Linked DNA regions of Capsicum annuum: region 2 is linked to region 1. The links are chromatin contacts, called in public Hi-C maps. All regions are on one chromosome and are shown on one strand. Each heading gives the region's core, a stretch centred on a gene start, on an enhancer-like site or on the middle of the called end of the contact. The rest is flanking DNA. Distances are from core to core; before and after follow the strand shown. Region 1 holds the start of LOC107842670 (anaphase-promoting complex subunit 7). Region 2 holds the start of LOC107842660 (zinc finger CCCH domain-containing protein 34).

Region 1 (3,412 bases), core at 52-2,551:
TTAATTTCCAAATCTGTTCTAAAGATGAATAGATAGAGAGAAGAGAAACAAACCAAATTCTCAGCCTTGAGGTGCGGACTTGTTTCAAGACTTATGGAAGACGATGAAACAAGAAAACATCCCTAGATTGCAATCACCAAAGAAAACAGAATCAAGTTTACTTACGCAATAAATTACATCTATAAATTATAAGCATGATTGTTACCTAAAATGGTGAAATTGAAATAGGTATTGGCTCGTAAAATTAACATATGAGCAGATATACATTTCAATCACCAAAGAAACAAAACCAAGACAAGGATAGCTTAGACAATAAAAGTAAGACTTCAACGTCAGTAAGTTACTGGCATTTGAGCAGGGGTAAATTTCAACCAGCACCACCAACAAGAACAACAACAATAACACACCCTGCGTAATCCCACTAGTGGGGTCTGGACGGCAGACCTTATCCCTACCTCGTGGACGTAAAGAGGCTGTTTCCGAAAGACCCTCGCCTCAAGTGCAGCAAATCAAAGTAGTTTTGAAAAGTAAATATAACAGCAGAAAAAACAGGTCAATTAATTTTTAAAAAAAAGGCAATAGAGGGCATCGAGAAAAAGAAAACAGTAACAACAATGAAATAATGCAGAAACACAAAAGACAATAAATGGTAACAGATATCAAAAACAATAAATTTCAATCACCAAAGAAACAAAATGATGATCATCGCTCCACAGCAAATTAAAACACTGAAATTATAGCAGTAAATTACGAACATTTGAGCAGCAGTGAAATTCGAACACCAAAGAGAATAAGGATAATTTACGCAGTAAATTCTATTCAGTAAAACCCTAAGGAGGTTATAGGAAATTACGAGCATTTGAGCAGAAGCGAACAAGCCATGATCCAATAGAGTGGTCATGTAGTCTTTCGGGACGTCCATTTCGTGAAGAAGAGAGAGAGAGAGAGAGAGAGGAGCGCGCCTATGCAGTCTGAAAGTGAGAGTGTGTGAAGAGTAACAAGGTCCTACTAGGAAAGTGATTTGGAGATTTAGAGAAAGATCTATCGAGGGAAATTGGAGGACTCAAAATATCACACTTCCTTTTGGCTGCAGATTCTGAAGAAAATTTTCTTGAATAATGCTAGAGTTTATTACTACAACACTACTGGGTTGTTTGGTTGTTGGTCAGAGAGGAGTTATCCATGTATTAAAACTAGCATAACTTTATACAATTTTTGTAAGGTTATAAAAATGGACAAAAATAATCTCCACTCAGAATCTAGTATAAGTTATACAATGTTTTGATTGATTTTCTCTTTTCATTTATAACATAACATCGTTAATACAATGTTTGGTTCATGTTTACCTTTTCCGCATAACTAATCCATGTTTAAGTTATAAGTTATGAGGGAACCTACTTTTTATTTTATGCAGGTAGAAGATGGCATTACTAATACAACAGTAACAAACTCAGTCTATTCCCACATAGTGGTATCTAGGGATACATCATAGTGGTATCTAGGGATAAGATGTATGCAGTCCATACCACTACTTCAAAAGAAGTAGAAAGGCTGTTTCTGATTGGCCCTCGTCTCAAGATAAGGAATAATAAACAAATACTTAATAAAGCATGAAACAAGAAGTCAAGACATAAATACGCTACCCACAAGGAATAATAAACAAAGAATGGTAAACAAATTCATAATAAAGCATGCAACAAAGTGTCCTAGCAAGATTAATACATCTACCAAGTAATGCCCTACCCCAACGACTCAAACTGATACTAGTCTTCTATCCAAATCCGCATCCTCCAGATCTTCTTATCTAGGGTCATGTCCTCAGTGAGTTGTAATTGCTCCATGTCCCACCCGATCACCTCTCTCAAGTATTTCTTCGGCCTAGCCCTAACTGCTACCGCCAAACCTTTACTACCATGACATGTTAGGAGGTGTATTTTTAATTATATATTTGGATAAACTATTAATTAGTATTTATTTTTATGTATAGAGAGCAGTTTGCATCAGACACAGTCACCTTTGCTAATTCGACAAAAGATCAGACATCAGAAAGTTAATATATATAAAAGTTGAAATCACAAAATTATACCATTTTTCCTATTGATTTTGGCCTTTACTGCTCTTTATAAAGGGAAGGAGCAGCGGGAAGAGGTTTCTTAATCAATTTTATTCTCTCTCAATTATACAATCAGCAACTACAGCCACCCATGTTCATTACATTCTTTCTTCGTCTCTTGCACATATATGGCAGATCCATAGTCCTTATATCCAGCCTTAGATTGCCTGAACTGCTTAATGCAACCTCAATCTTTTCTTTTTGAGAAATTCCTTTTTTGGCGAGAAACTATAACCTCAATCATATCCTTCGTGCCCTTTTCATTATTATTGTTAATCTTTAGGTAACAGACCATCGAGATATTAATAAAAGTGGTGTTAAATACTTGCTAGTGCCAGTAGGCTGCCATCATTTGGCAGAGGCATTGCTGAATATTTAGACGAGTTCCTTCGCTCTCTAACTGTCTCCTAAACCCACAACATTGCGGAGATAGTTTAGCACGTTTTCTTTGGGTTCCTAATTTCCAGCACGGGTAGCAGCAGATGCATTATGGAGCATCAACAAAAACATTATTAGCAATATAGGAGAAAAATATTATTGAACTGTTGTAACTACATTATTACACTAAGACCCTATTTATAAACACTACATTACAATGCTTTTTCAAGTAGAATTCTACATGTTATTCCTTCTCCTACTCATATTCTAAGACTCCCCCTTAAGCTAGTGCATACAAGTCATATGTACTACGCTTGTCATGGATGTAATTAATACGAGGATTTGTGAGGGACTTGATGAAGATATTCGTAAGAAACTGGTAAGGATTGTTAGGGACATCTAGGCGATCACAGTGGAAAAAGAACAAACTAAAAAGTAGTTAGTAAAATATAGTAAACATCGCCAAAAAGTCGATTTGTCGCTGGAAAATTGGCAGAAATTGATATAGTATACATGGGTCATCTCAAAATCAAGATATTAGTAGATCTTGAACAAGAAAGTCATCGAAAAACTAGCTGAAACATGCTAACGCATTGGATTATTAGATTTGACGACTGAAAAGTGGATAAATTTGAGAAATATTATATTGGGTAGAGTCGGAATGATGGCACGACTCTACTGGAAAAGAGATACTATATCGGTAGGGTCATAAAGATGCTTACTGAAAAAGAGAAATTATATGGATAGGGTCAAAATGACATCACGACCCTACTGGAAAAGAGAAATTATATGGGTCGGGTCGGAATGACGACACAACTATACTGAAATATGGGTAGGGTCAAAATGATAGCATGACCATACAAAAGAGAAATTATATGAGTTTAGGTCGGAATGACGACACAGCCCTACTGAAAAAGAGAA
Region 2 (3,883 bases), core at 33-2,532, 410 kb after region 1:
CCTCCATTCCTATTTATTTTTTTCTCATTTTTTTGAGGCTTTTTTTTTTTTTCATTTTTTGAGATATTTTTTCAATTTGTCATTCATAACCTATTTAATAAATTACTTTAAAAATCTTATTAAATACATGTAAGAGTTAAAACCCACGTTTGACAATCAATTTAAATCTTTAAACCTCTTTCTCTTGTCATCCCATATCATGCTAATTACAATGACTTTTCATATACTTTTCTATGTAGTTTTCATATAATCAAAAGTAAAAATGTCTTTAAAAAATACCTTTCTTTTTTTCGTTCATGAAAATGAAGTTTCTCCAAGATCTATTTTTTTAATAAAAATATTTATATTTTTAATTTCATCAACATACATAATTAAGTTTTGTATGTGCATATAAAAGTTTATCTCCATTCTTATCAAAATTTATTAAAGATATCGTTAATAAATACTTTTTATAATCGCGTGAAGCGCGGATAATTTCACTAGTTCATATATAGATGATAATATATATATATATATATATATATATATATATATATATATATATTTAAGGAAGATGAGTATGCTAATAAGCAAGAAATATTTTTTCAATAAAGAGAGTTATAGAGAAACATGTAGTTTTTCTGAAAAAGAAAAAAATGTGAATAATGAAGATAAATTATTGATCAAATACTCCTATCATAATTATCAACACAGTTATTTAGGAGAAATGGGATATTTAAGAAGATTATTAGATTAATAAATGTGTACTAAATGAATTTTTTAAAAAAAGAAATAAAATTGTTTTTTTTAGAATTTCTACAACTTGCAATTAATTTCATAGTTCAATAATTATGTAAAAGTGATGCTATAACTTCCAATAAACAATCTAATAATTATATACAAGATAATTTTTTATTTTATTTTATCCTCACACATATTTAAAGACGAAAGACAAAAGTGTCATTTAACGTGAACAATTCATTAAGTGTCAAATAACTGTAACTGAAGTGAGAAGTTTTCACATTAGATATATATTTGGCGCGTACTTGCACAAATAAACATCAAAAATAACAAACCCAAACTAAATATTAGTAAAACTTAACCTCAGAAATTGAAAAACACATAAAAATAAAAAAAATTAAATTAGACATTTATATAAAATGTAACATGAATTTTTTAATATGAACATAATGTATATTATATTATATAATATATACGCTAGTATTACTAGTTACTACAGAAAATACAGTAGTGTTGCTAGTTATTAGTAGTGAAGAGACGACAATCAAATTGGAATCTTGGTGACGCTATGGTGTCGCGTACTATTACAGTTTGTTAGATTTTTCTTTCTTTTGTAAACTATGTTCTTTTTCTTTGTGATTGCAAAAAAATATGCCAGTGATTCCAAGTTTCAACCCCCTCCACCTCCTTCTATTAAAGAGAAAAAAGATCACAAAAACTTTTACAGCCCCCTTCACCTATCCCCACCCCGCATAAAAAATCACACAGAAAAACAGAAAATACAATACACAAAAAGGCTATTTGGTGAGAAAGAGAGAGCCAAAAATCAGTCTGAAAAAACACACACACAGTGAGTGAGTGACTGACGAGTGTGAGATATAGAGAGAGAAAGAAAAGGCTTTATTAGAAAAAGAACACAACTCCCTTTTACTTTTCTCTCTCTAAAAACCACCAACCCCCACCCCAACCCACCCCACCCCACCCCACCCCCACCCCCCCATAACTCCCTACCAACCCCCACGCTACCTCACAGTTGATCAAAACCATTTCATAGCTTCTTTCACACACAGACACAGAAAGACACTCTTCTTCTTCACTCTGTTCATACATATATTTCATATAAATACAAAAATATATATATACGTATAGTCATCGTACATATAAATATATATAGGTTTGTGTATAGTTGTAACAGAGAAAAGAAGGAAAAATGGAGAGGTACAGTGGGACCCAAGCAATGGAAGGTGCACCGGTGGATCCGGTGTCTGAATGGACTGTTCCTGGCGGAGAGACGGGGCTTGAAGGTCAGTGTACTAACTTGTTTAACTGCATTTGAATTTCATGTGAATTTCACTTGAATTTTGTGTAATGTGGGCATTTGATGCAGAGCCTATGTGGCAGTTATCAGTGGGTACTGGACCAGAAGCATACCCTGAAAGGCCTAACGAGCCCGATTGTATCTATTACTTGCGTACGGGCTTCTGTGGTTATGGTGGAAGGTGTCGGTTCAATCATCCTAGGGACCGTACTTCGGTAAAATGAAATGAAATTTACTTTTTCATTTGGGGTTTTTAAATAAGATTGAATTTTTAGGGTTCTTTTTGCTTGATCACTGATTTTTATGTGTTAAATTGGGGTTGATCTTATGATTTGATGGGTTTTTTCTTGTGGTTTTTTTTAGATATATGTGTAAAGTTTGATCCTTTTCTTTTTGTTGCACATTTATGAGTTTTGTTGTTAAACTCTTGATTAGCATTGCCTCAAGTTAAATTTTTAGTGGGTGTGCGTAAAATCGTGGATCCGCCTCTGGTGATTGAAGTTTAAAAGTTTTTTTTTGGTGGTGGTGGTTTTTTGTTTAATCTGAGGCCAAGACTGGGAATTTTAACATGCATTGATTTTGTTGGATTTTGTGAAATGACGGTAGGTTTTGGGTGCAATGAGAGCTACTGGAGGAGAATATCCAGAAAGAATGGGTCAACCTGTTTGCCAGGTAGGTCTTTGGTTTTTCTTGCGTGCTAGCTATCACTTTTAGAATGTTAGGTGTTTTATTGAATGATCAAATGTTGAAGCATATGTGGTTTCTGGATTTGGCCCTGGCTAGTTTAATCAATTCGTCTGCTCATTGTTTATTCAATTCGTCTGCTTGCTATTGATTCTGTGCTATCAAATTTAGAACGTTGGGTGGAATGATCAAATTTGAAAGAATATGTGGTTTCTGGATTTGGCTATGGTTAGTTTAATCAATTCGTCTGCTTGCTGTTGGATCAATTCGTCTCTTTCTGTTGATTCTGTACTTTCAGTTTTAGAATGTTGGGTGTTTTATTGAATGATCAAAATTTGAAAGAATATGTGGTTTCTGGATTTGGCTCATGGTTAGTTTAAGCAATTCTTCTGCTTGCTGTTAATTCTGTACTACGTAAGCTCCCATCTTGTTAGTACAACCAATTTGTCTGCTTGCTGTTGATTGTGGACTACATGAGTTCCCGTCTGGTTAGTACAATCACTTCTTCTGCTTGCTGTTGATTCTGTTCAGTTTGAACTCCCATTTTGCTGATAATTGTCGTCCTTTTCCTTCTTTTCGATCTCTGATGTGCTAAATGGAAGCTTATGTTGCTCTTCAATTTGGTGTACTATTTATAATCCTCCTAGACTTTCCATGTTATCGTTCAGGTGCATACCGGAAAGATTCAATTTGCTAGATTTGTCTGTGACAATATTCGTCATCTTGCTGTTTGATAAGTGATAAGTGCATGAACTTCTTTTCCTGTTAGACATGAATTCGTCCTTTGTTCCTTGGTCTGGAAATTTTCTATTACCATGTTTATGAATTCAACTCTGAATTGAAAAATTTTCAGATCGGATAATGTTTTTCATGCAAGGGCTGAGAATTGTGTACTATCCTCAATTGTCCATGTAAAATTCAATTTTAACCCACAGTTTCATCCCTTCTGTTGATCATTTTCCTGATAACGTCTTTTGTCCATGTTCTGCTAGTGTTTTTTACTTTTTTTTGTTCATGATAATAGTACATTTTTAATGAACATTTCCTGATGTTGGAAAAACACCCGTGGTTGAATTATCTATATTTCTCTGTAGTAGGAGTACTATATTTTCTTGGTGCTCACTTTTTCTTTTTCTAACTTTTGTTAATGCCATAAGTTTT

What was found. A called contact is a pair of places that touch in the nucleus more often than the background predicts.
Region 2: a contact with region 1 is called in a Hi-C map of leaf, with 2.3 times the contacts expected there. The contact joins the promoter of LOC107842660 here to the promoter of LOC107842670 in region 1. A contact is called at or near these places in 2 of 5 Hi-C or Micro-C datasets (leaf and placenta).

Annotation. Positions count from the first base shown.
Region 1 is chr1:184,275,362-184,278,773 of UCD10Xv1.1, forward strand. It overlaps LOC107842670 (anaphase-promoting complex subunit 7), which reads right to left and starts at 1,302. Exons shown (of 18, transcript XM_016686626.2): 1 at 854-1,302; 2 at 54-122. The coding sequence starts at 922.
Region 2 is chr1:184,688,226-184,692,108 of UCD10Xv1.1, forward strand. It overlaps LOC107842660 (zinc finger CCCH domain-containing protein 34), which reads left to right and starts at 1,283. Exons shown (of 7, transcript XM_016686616.2): 1 at 1,283-2,024; 2 at 2,108-2,253; 3 at 2,645-2,710. The coding sequence starts at 1,931.